Regions from separate parts of the Sus scrofa genome. Here regions 1 and 2 are each linked to region 3. The links are chromatin contacts, called in public HiChIP or PLAC-seq and promoter capture Hi-C maps. All regions are on one chromosome and are shown on one strand. The core of a region is the stretch at or near the end of the contact, and the rest is flanking DNA. Distances in the headings are between cores, read along the strand shown. Region 1 holds the start of SVBP (small vasohibin-binding protein). Region 2 holds the start of SLC6A9 (sodium- and chloride-dependent glycine transporter 1). Region 3 holds the start of MED8 (mediator of RNA polymerase II transcription subunit 8).

Region 1 (3,359 bases), core at 525-3,024, 770 kb after region 3:
TTAATCTATGTGTCTGTTTTCATGCTGTTTTGATTACTGCTGATTTGTAGTATAGTCTAAAGTTAGGGAGCACATTTCCTCCAGGTCTCTTCTGCTTTCTCCATATTGTTTTGGCCATTCAGGCTCTTTTTTTTTCCATACAAATTTTAAAGTTATCTGTTCCAGTTCTATGAAAAATGCCGTTAGTATTGCAACAGGGTTTGCACTGAATCTGTAGATTGCCTTTGGTAGTAGCATCATTTTAACATTGATTCTTCCAGTTCGTGAACACATCTTTCTACCTGCCTGTGTCGTCAGTTTCTTTCTTTTGGTATCTTACAGGTTTCCAAGTACAAGTCCTTTACCCTCTTGGGTAGGTTTACTGTCTTATTTTTAAGTGTGCAGTACAGTGGTATCCACTGTATGTACATTGTTGTGCAACTGATCTCCATATGTTTTTTGTTTTGCAGAACTAAAACTCTATATCCATTGAACAACTCCCTTTTCCCCTTCCCACAACCCCTGGCAATCACCAATCTACTTTCTAAGAGTTTGACTGCTTTAGATATCTCATAGAAATGGATTCATGCAGTATTTGTCTTTTTGTGGGGTTGTGCTTATTTTCAAGGCTTGTGATATGCAGTGCTAAACTGACTCCCAAAAAGGCTGTGATCATTTACACTTTGGCTGAAAGTGTGTGAGAGTTCATCTGGGCTACACCTTCAGCGTTGCTTAGAATCCATCCTTGGTTTCAAGTCCTTAGTGGAAGAAAAGGAGTGGTCTTGAAAATGTTTTCTTTTGGATAGGCCATTGTCCTACACTAAATACTGACTGAAACACTTGCTAGGGACTTACTAGCTGTGTGATCTTAGACAAGTCACTTAACATCTCTGGGCCTCTGTTTCCTTATTTGTAAAATGGGGATAATAAGAGTATTTTTTTTTTTTTCTGTTTAGGGTCACATCTACAGCATATGGAAGTTCTGGGGCTAGGGGTCAAACCAGAGCTGCAGCTGCCAGCCTATGCCACAGACACAGCAACGCCAGATCCAAGCCACATCTGCAAACTACACCGCAAGCTACAGCAACGCAGGATCCTTAACCCACCGAACAAGGCCACGGATGGGACCCACACCTCAGGGTTCTTACCCTGCTGAACACAAAGGCAACTCCCATAGTATATTATTATACATATTTATTTGAGGAGTACATGAGTTAATGTGAAGCTCTAAGAACAGTGCCTGGAATCGAATCCCAGGAGAGAGGTAGTTATTGCTGTTGTTATTATTTCTAGACTGAACCAGACTTCTGCTGTCAAAGTACATTTCCTCCAGTCCTAAATAATCTAATAAGGGGAAGGTAAAAACCAGCTAAAATTACTGTAGTTGTAGAACTGCAGTTGCAAAGTTACCGATTTTCGGTGGACCTGAACGTTTCTCTCTGTTTACACTGGCCATCTGTACTTCTGCCGCAAGCCCCTTTTGCAAAGCGAACAGGACCTCACCATGCTCCCAACGAGCTTCCGAATCAAGAAGGCGGCAGTCACCAAGGCTACTCTTCGAACTGAAAACTCAGCCCCAGAGAGTCACAATTCCAGTCCCAGGACGCAGACGTCACCCTTCAAAGACTAGCGGCTGTCCCAGGAAACACTCCCGGGAAAAGGTTTTCCTGCTCCCGCCCCAGCTCCAACCCCCGCCGCGCGCCCCAGCGGGAAGCCCAGCACGCTCTCTGCGCACGCGCAGCCTTCCTGGGGCGGGGCCTCGCCAGGCCGGCCCGCGCCCCGCCCCGGCCCCGCCCCCGGCCCCGCCCCCGCCCGGCCGCGGCCCCGCCCCGTCAGAGGCGCGGCCCGCTCGGACTCCAGGCCCCAAGGTAGCGGAAGGCGAGGGTTCCCGCGTGGGGCCTTGCGCGCGGCGCGGCGGGGCCCGCGTCCCGAGGCCGGGGAGGGAGGCGCAGATCCCCGAGCGCCGCCCGCCCCCGCCGCCATTTTGCACCCCGCCAGGGCGGCGGCAGGAGGGAGAGCTCCCCTGGGGCCGGGCTTGGGCCCGGGCGGGGCGGCGGCAGAGGGCGGGCCCGGCGGGCAGAGCGGGCGGTGCCCGTCTGGGAGGGCAGCGGTGGGGCGGCTCTGGCCGGAGAGCCGGCGACCGCGCGGGGATGGGCCTCCTCGCGGCCCCGCTTGGAGACCTGGGCTGGCCCATCCCTCTGGGCCGCGGAGGCGTCCCCATCCTGGCAGCCCCACGCGGGATGCAGGGCGCGAGCGTGTGAACCGGTTCTCGGGGCCCTTCTAATTCGGTCCTCACTCTTGGGAGCAGCTCTTGGAAGGGGCCAGGCAATGGACTTGCTCCATTTTGCAGACAGAAAATCAAGGCTCAGAGTGGGGAGGAGATTTGCCTAGGGACGCCCAGCGAGATGGTGGCCGTGGAGCTCCCGTCGTAACTCCTCCAGTGCGGTGGCCCTTCTCCCCTGGGTTCCCTCTGCCGCCCCTGCCAAAAGAAGGGGCTGAGGTAGGGCATTAGTTAAGCCAGCAGTAAGTTAACTAATGGGCAGTTCGTTCGTTCTTTCTGGCTGTCGTTGTTTTGTTTTTTAGAGGGTTTTGTTTTGTTTTGTTTGGGGGGGGTATTTTTAGATCGGCCTCCTTCTGCACCATCCAGGTGAGAGCTAAGAAGTATTGCGAAGCCAAGTCATGGATCCGCCTGCACGTAAAGAAAAGTCCAAAGTTAAAGAGCCCGTTAGCAGAGTTGAGAAGGCCAAGCAGAAATCAGCCCAGCAGGAGCTGAAGCAAAGACAGAGAGCAGAGGTGAGAGAAAGGCGCACCTGCAGTCTGCGGGAGGGGATGCTGGAATGGAGAGAGGTCTGTGACGGGAGCCCTGCCTGCCTCCAGGCAGAACAGGTGTCTTCCCAGGTTTCCCAAAGGAGATCACTGAGGTCCAGACGGTGGGGGGCAGCCCAGAGTCACACGCCAAGGGTCAGTACCTCGGCCAGGTAGTCTCCAGACGAAGCAGAGCTTTTGCGGTGAGAACCTGAGGAAGGAGGAAAGGGGAACGAGAAGGGACCTGTAAGGGAGGGTCTCGCAAGGGAGTGAGAGACCGAAAGCGTCAGACACCGTAGGACAGACGGCCTGGATTTGGTCTGGAGAGTAGCTGCCGAAAATGAAGCAGCAGACGCCCAAGCTCTGCTCTCCCCATTCTGTTCCTTTGTTCAGGCTGCACTCACACAGCAACTTGACTGTTTCCATGAATATTTTATCTTTGTATTTAAGTAGAATTATGGGGTACATTTTCTAATTTACTAGGTGTTGCCAAATTGCTTTTCAGAGAGATTGTACAAGTCTGCACGCACATGAGCAGTGTAAGAGTTCTCGTTCCCCACTTCCTTTCCAGTGCT
Region 2 (3,613 bases), core at 835-3,334, 590 kb before region 3:
CAGACGGAGACTCGGGCCGGCCCGCTCTGACGGTCAGGCATGTCCACTTGCAGACAGTCTGTGCTCACGACCCTATCACAGGCCCGCAACCCTTCATTCTCAAGGCTACGCCCTTGGCCACACACTGGCTACAGAGATGGGCTGCCCCACACTGGGGTGTGACACGGTCTCACATTCCACAAAGGAGAGCAGGAATTCCTTTTCTCTCAAGGCTGAGTTCCTCGAAATGGGCTCAATTCCCAGCACAGGGTGGATGCACACTCAGACGGGGTGAGTAAATGGACATTCACTTACATGGGGTCACGTGACTGGGGGGCGGGGCTGGAGGCCGACGGAGCATCCATCGAGGAAGTAATCGCCTCCGCTTCCAGCACCACCCCGTCCCAGCTTCCTCGAGGGCCACTCCGCAGATAATGCCTGCCCTGAAGCGACCGGGTCGCCACCGCTCCCGCCGCTCCAGCTTCCTTTCCGGTGAAGTGGGACATGGGCCCCCTGTGAGCTGGACGTTAGGGACATCAGGTGGTCAAGTTGTCAGGCCCCCTGGGCACTAGGCCCCCTGGGTGGTGGACACGGGGGCTCTGGGTGCGGAGAACTCTGGATTTCAGGTTCTCGGCAGGGTTGGGGGCTCTGGCAATGGGAATTCTGGACTTTGGGATTTCCAAGATATGTAAGAATCGGAACATTGAAATGCTCTGGAAATCAGGGCTGCACCCCAGGCAGGGCCAAAGTCAGTGTTTCTGAGCTGTGTGCCTAATTTTACCTGTAGCTGCTGGGATCCAGTCTGGACCCTGCTCCGATTCCCATAATTGGCTCATGCTGTCCCCGTGGACCAGGGCCAAAGAAAGCACAACAGGATGGCCTGAAGGGCACGTGGTGCCCCAGAGACAGCTCTTGGGTCTGGAACCGATCTATCCCACTCCCTTGCATTGTGACAGGGCGGGGAAGGTGCCAGGCACTGACCACTACAAGTTCAAGGGAGGAAGAATCTGAGAGCAGAGCCCAGCTGCTGAGGCTGGGGCTCCACGCCCTGTCAGGCCAGGCTGCAACTCAAAGCCACATCCAGCCTCCCCCACCATCTCCGCAGGGCCCCTCAGCACTCCTCCACCAAGGTGCCCAGCGCTGCCAGCTGCCACAGTGCCTTCCAGAAGCGGCGCGAGTCTGGTCTTATCCTATCCCACCAGACTTACACCTAAGCATACTCCCCCGGGGCCCAGCAGAGGCCTTGATCTTGCAGGCTGATGATGACAAGTGAAACCAGTCAGCATTAGGGGATCTGACCCCGGGCCCAGCCCTCCCAGGAAATAGCGCTGCAACTGGAGCTCCTGAGACACGCCCTGGCCCGCAGTGGGTGGGGCCCAGCCACCGAGCTGCCCCTCCTCTTGCTGCCCTGCCCCAGGAAGAAGCTCACCAGCCAGCGAAGATGTCTGACCCCATCAGTCCTCCTCTCGGTCCTCTGGCCCAATGCCCCTCCTCTCCCCACAGTGGTCCAGGCTGCCGGTGCCCTTCCCACCCCGTGGGCCAGCTGCCCAGGGCCGGGAGCTCACAGCTGGGGATGGAGGCCATCCCAGCTCTGACCTGGGCTAGGCCCAAACCTACCTCCCTTGGGGCCTCCTTCTGGTTGGAAAAAAACGGCTACTTTAGTCCCTGCCTCGTGGAGACGGCTTTTCAAACCAGAACCTTTTCACATAAGCTTCTCCCAGGGACTCAACTCACTGTGTGGCTGCCTGAAGCCCTTTCTAGATCAAGGTGGGTAACATACACACATCTGTAAATCTCTCCAGATGAACGCAAACATGCTTTGTGTTACATCAGCTGCCTGGCACAACCCACGCGGGCAACGTCTCCAACTTGCCCAGACACCCCAGGGAAAAATCTCTTTTACCCACCGCATGGGTTAAAGCGTGAGGCTGCCTCCCTGTCCCCAGATTAATCCCCAAACTCTTTCTCCCGAATAGAGGCTCAGGGGACTGAATTCTGAGCACCCCCCCCTCTTCTTCCACCCCCACCTCCCCCCGACCCCCAGCCACAGGTCTTGACAGTCTCTGGGAGACTGGCAGTGAGCATCTGGCAGTCTGTCTGTCTCCCTTCATATGGAGTCCGAAGCGTGAGGGGGGACGCCCCACTGTCCCTGGCCATGGCAGTCCCAGAAGCTTCACTGATCTTCAGTGCCCTCTTCGCAGCCCCCAGCCCACCCCCAGTCTACTGGAGGAAAGTTGGCCATTTGCCATCGTCTCAGCCTCTTCCTCACCCCATTCCACTACCTGGGGACTCTTTCAACAGCCTCCCTCCCGCCTTCCCCGTGTGGCAGCCCTTTTTGACAAGCCCCAGGGGGAGGGAGGGAAGGAGGGAGAGACCAGCAATTAAATTTACGTCCTATGCGGTGGGGTGGGGCTTGGATCACCCGTGCCGGCCCCCACCCAGAGCCAGGCACGCACACCCATACATACCACTACACAGAGCTGCTGCAGTGCCCACTGTCACTCCTCCACAAACACAGATCCACCTACACAAATCCACGGGGGCAGGGGGCACAGGCTCCACAGCCTGCTCAGGGAGCGGCGAGTGCGCGCACACAAGACACCTGCAACTCGTTCACAGGAGAATAAAAATCACAAACATGCTATACCTGCCAGGTTTGGGAACAAAGTAACAATGAAAATAATCTTGCTGATGAGAATAATGTCTCCAGACCTCCCCAGATCTGATTACATCCCTAATGTGAACAGGTTATAAGTTCCGAGTTGGCAGAGCCCGGGGGGGATGCCTTGTGCAATGGACGGCATGTGTAGCCTGAGAACTGCCTTGGCAAGAAGTGTCTGTGCCTGACACCTGTTATACTGCCCAGTGCCTCTGACAGTAAATTAATAACGTGGAATCTCACTCTTCAATTGATCTTGTGGGAGTTTCGCATGTGTGAATCAGCTTCTTAGAGGCTGACTATCCCCAGGGAACAAATAAAACTGGTTTCCTGGCCAGATGACAGTGAGGCTAGAATCAGGGTGCAGAGAAGAGACCATCTCTCCAGGTTGGTGCCCTCCCTGAGCAGAGGGCACTCTGCCGGGGGGCAACAGTGGTTCCCTGACAGCCAGTACGAAAGGCCCCTTCTTCTTGAAAGCTGGTGGCTCTTAAGGTAAGCAAATATGGGAGCTCCTTTCCACCAACCGCCAAGTATTGCTGCCCAAAGGCAGCCTGGAGCAATATGTTTTGTGCATTTTACAGGACAGGAAACAGGCTCCGCAAAGCTCCCTCTGCCAAAGTCTCTGCTTTAGCTGGAACTGGAACCCAGGTCTGTCTCCCTGGGGAGGTAAGTGGGGGTCCAGGTTGGTATCTGCAGCCCCTGTAACAATATGGCCAGCATAGAGCTGACCAAACCAATTTAGGGGAGGGTCAGTGGAGAAAGGACCCCCAGGCCTCGCGTCCCAAGGAGTAGGACCCAGGCCTTACCCAGCTGTGCCCACAGTCCCTAGCGGCGCTGCTCCAAAGGGAATGGAATTTGCTCTGACTTCTCTCTAGGGGGAACGCAGGCGCAGAAGGCCGGGGGCCTGGCAGGCTAACTCCAGCCTCAGCCCCCCCCCCCAAGTGCCCCGGCCTTCTGGCTTCATTCCAGCCCTAC
Region 3 (3,449 bases), core at 671-3,170:
TTTAGCTTCTGAGATAAAATTTTCAGAAATGCAAATCAAGAACTTGACAAATGAATTTCAGACCGAGTGAGACTTCCAGGAGTATATGTTTTGATGCCAAGTTACTTTAGGTTTGCAGTGCTCAATATGGTACCCACTGCCATACGAGGTTACCCAGCACTTGAAATGTTGCAAGTCCAAAGTGAGATACGCTCTAAGTATAAAATACACTCCGGGTTTTAAAGACTTGGTACAAAAAAAAGAATGTTAAATATCTCATGTGTTTTTAAATGTTTTGAAAAATGATGACACTGGGGGAATATGGGGTCAAATCAAATATATTAAAATTACTTTTACCTGTTTCTTTTTACCTTTCTAAATGTGGCTACCAGAAAACTCACATATATTTGGCTTGCACCAGACTGCTATTAGACAATGCTGTTTTAGATTATGTCTAAAAGGTATGCTGTATTTCACTACGACATCGCTCCATGTCCTCTCATTTTAATCCATAACAAAACATACTCCACATTCCTTCATGGATTTTTCTTATTACTGCTATTTCTGATGCATAGGCTACTCCGCCATTGATTCTTTTAAATAGGGTAGTTTCCTACAACCACGTTTAATCCTGGGTCTTGTTACATCACATGCCAAGGATCAGGAGATTTACCATCCTGTGGCAACTGTACTGCTTATACTGGAAACATTATGACCACCATACTACAGCAGACCACCTGTTTGGGAGTCTTAGCTCCGCTACTTAACTAGCTGTGTAACTTTGTTACCCTTAACATTTTGTGCCTCCGTCTCCTCAACTGAAAAATGGGGATAAATAATCACGTCTGCTTCTTCGGGTTGAGGGTATCAACTGATGGGGTAAAGCAGGACGACGCGGCACGCATTCGATATGTTATGACAACTCTTTTGTGTCATTTCATTTCACACGTCTCTCACCCTTCCCGTCTATCATATTCTAATACTGGGCACCTTTCCTGGTGATGTTCTTTTCAAACCAGATCTTCTAACTTCAAAACTTTGCTACTCCCTGGCTGAGGGTAGCACTTGGGTAAGGTACTTAACGTCTCTCACTTTCCAGTGTCTTACATATAAATGAAAGTGGACACAGCCACCTTCCTTGCACAAGTCTGAATAACACAATGCAGATCAAGTTCCTTGCATGGTCCTCAACAACTAAGGGATACCTCATGTGCATTTTCTGGTTTAAAATATGGGATCCTCACAAAACACCCTAAGACAGGTGTTTAAGAAGCAGGAAACAGTCAAGCCTTGCCCGAAGTTGCAGAGATGGCTACAGGGCAGCACCAAACGAAGTGAACGACGTTTCACTCCGAATCAAAAAAGAATCTATATATGTATTTTCCCCACGAAACCGAAGCTGCCTTTCAAAATCATGGCGCTGGAACTAAATTAATTCATGCTGATTATGTCATTCTAATACGTGAAGATATGAAGCACCAGCAAAGTAAAATCAAATTGCAAAATCAAAATAAAGGCTTTGTTAATACCATTAGGAAGTCGGAGAACCCGAGGGCCCCAGAGTTGGCGACGTGAATGAAATCTGAGCAAACAGAACAGAGCGACGAGCTTCTCCTCCAGCCCCCCAAGGAAAGTGCGGACCGCGGGGTGAGGAGATGCAACTGCCGGGCCTTCGGGGCGACCCCCGCCGCCCCCAGACCCGGAGGAGGCCACGGCCGCACCCGGCCGCCGGCCCCTCCCCCGCGGATCTCGGGGACCAGCGCTGCGCCCGCCCGCCCCTCACCTCCGGCTCCGGGCGCTCCGAGGCCATCACACAGCCCTCCCGCGCCGGCCCGGGCCAGAGAAGCCCTTCTGCTCGTGACCCCTGACCCGGCTGCCTCTCGCCCGAAGGAACCGGAAACGAATGGGAGGATCGAATCCCAACTTTCTGATTGGCTGACTTGGAAACCGGAAAAGGAAGTGGTTGACGCAACCTCTGCTCCCGCGATGCAGGTGAGGACCGGGTTGGCGCTCGTGACCGCTACTCAGCGTCGGGGTACCGGGACGGAGAGTGGGCTGGAGAAAGTGAGGAGCTGGAGCTGAGAGGAGTGGGTAGAGTCATCGGCCGACGGCTAAAGGGACGCGGGATGGAGGCGAGGCCCACTGGAGAGGGAGCGGCACTGATGACAGATGGGGGTGGAGCCCGGCTGGGAGACCGAGACGGCCCCTGAGTTGGGAGGGGGAAGGCGGCACCGACTTGCTGGGGGTGGGAAAGGGTCGGTCGTTTGGGAAGGTTAAGATGCAGTCCAACGAAGACAGCTCAAGAAGGTGCCGCATTGGCTCAGGTCCCGGCCCGGGCTGTTGAATGGCCGCTGTTGGCTGCCGACACAGCAGAGGATCGATAACTGGAGAGAAGCCCGAGAGTGGAAGGAATTGTGGGGCCGCAGTGACAAAAGCCAAACTAATATAGTCTGAGGCCAGTGGCTGGAACCCGGAATCAAGGCTACTGTCTTGTATATTGGCGAGTTCGCAAGGCAGTTCTACCTCCTTCCTAGCCTGTGCCCTGTGGTAGTTAAGGATGAAATGAAGTAAAGATGAAGAACCAAGATGGACAGGAAATGCTTGGCAGACAACCCCTCACCAGCATTTAAAATAGTTTAGTACTTAGGGGCATGTGCATTTTTGTTTTTGTTTTTCATTTGTCAGTTTCTTGCACCTGGTAGTCTGTCAGTAAATTTTTATAGCTTGACTAAGCTTGTGAAAGGGGCACAGGAATTTTGGCACAGAGATAAAATGAGTGCAGGTTAATGGAGTTCCTGTCGTGGCTCAGTGGTTAACGAATCCAACTAGGAACCATGAGATTGCGAGTTCGATTCCTGGCCTCGCTCAGTGGGTTAAGGATCCGGCGTTGCCATGAGCTGTGGTGTAGGTTGCAGATGAGTCTCGGATCTGGCGTTGCTGTGGCTCTGGCGCAGGCCAGTGGCTACAGCTCCTATTAGACCCCTAGCCTGGGAACCTCCATATGCCACAGGAGCAGCCCTAGAAAAGGCAAAAAGACCAAAAAAAAAAAAAAAAAAAAAAAAGAGTGCCGGTTAATTCAGCAAAGAGCTTGAAACAGCAAATGCTGAGGACAGAGGAAAGGGGGAAATGGCCGTGGTGGTGGCAGTGGCAGGTGTTCAAAGGAACCTTCACATGTAGGTAGATTTTTCAGAAATTGTGTCATTGGCAGGAACAGCCAGGCTCCCAAGGCAGGTTTAGGACAGCAGAAGTCAGAGTACCTATGCTGCAGAGTGGCACAAGAGATAATGACCCCGAGGCATTAGGTCTGCTGTGTCTGCTCAGTGAGTGAGAGTATAGTGTATGTGATAGGAAACCAAGCACGGATTAGGGGTGATGAGAGAAAGGAACCAGCAGGTAGGAGGAATTAGGCCAGGCGAGTGGGTTGAAAGGTCTGAGGGTTGGTGCTGTCTATAACCCTGATACCAAAGATA

Evidence for each region. Promoter capture Hi-C pulls out the DNA fragments that hold promoters and counts their contacts. HiChIP or PLAC-seq counts read pairs in DNA pulled down with a chosen protein or histone mark.
Region 1: a promoter capture Hi-C map of fetal liver shows a contact between it and region 3, with 4 times the contacts expected there. The contact joins the promoter of SVBP here to the promoter of MED8 in region 3. A contact is called at or near these places in 1 of 5 promoter capture datasets (fetal liver) and 1 of 2 datasets of contacts at active chromatin or transcription factors (alveolar macrophages).
Region 2: a contact with region 3 is called in an H3K27ac HiChIP or PLAC-seq map of alveolar macrophages. The contact joins the promoter of SLC6A9 here to the promoter of MED8 in region 3. A contact is called at or near these places in 1 of 5 promoter capture datasets (fetal liver) and 1 of 2 datasets of contacts at active chromatin or transcription factors (alveolar macrophages).

What each region holds. Positions count from the first base shown.
Region 1 is chr6:168,627,235-168,630,593 of Sscrofa11.1, forward strand. It overlaps SVBP (small vasohibin-binding protein), which reads left to right and starts at 1,775. Exons shown (of 3, transcript XM_021096913.1): 1 at 1,775-1,847; 2 at 2,602-2,772. The coding sequence starts at 2,659. The region is part of intron 1 of ERMAP (erythroid membrane-associated protein); the gene reads right to left.
Region 2 is chr6:167,265,109-167,268,721 of Sscrofa11.1, forward strand. SLC6A9 (sodium- and chloride-dependent glycine transporter 1) reads left to right here and starts at 2,085. Exons shown (of 15, transcript XM_021096817.1): 1 at 2,085-3,130; 2 at 3,220-3,304.
Region 3 is chr6:167,859,429-167,862,877 of Sscrofa11.1, forward strand. MED8 (mediator of RNA polymerase II transcription subunit 8) reads left to right here and starts at 1,921. Exons shown (of 8, transcript XM_005665484.3): 1 at 1,921-1,971. The coding sequence starts at 1,966. It overlaps SZT2 (protein SZT2), which reads right to left and starts at 1,893. Exons shown (of 72, transcript XR_002345235.1): 1 at 1,763-1,893. It overlaps LOC110261243 (a long non-coding RNA gene), which reads right to left and starts at 1,756. Exons shown (of 2, transcript XR_002345237.1): 1 at 1,509-1,756.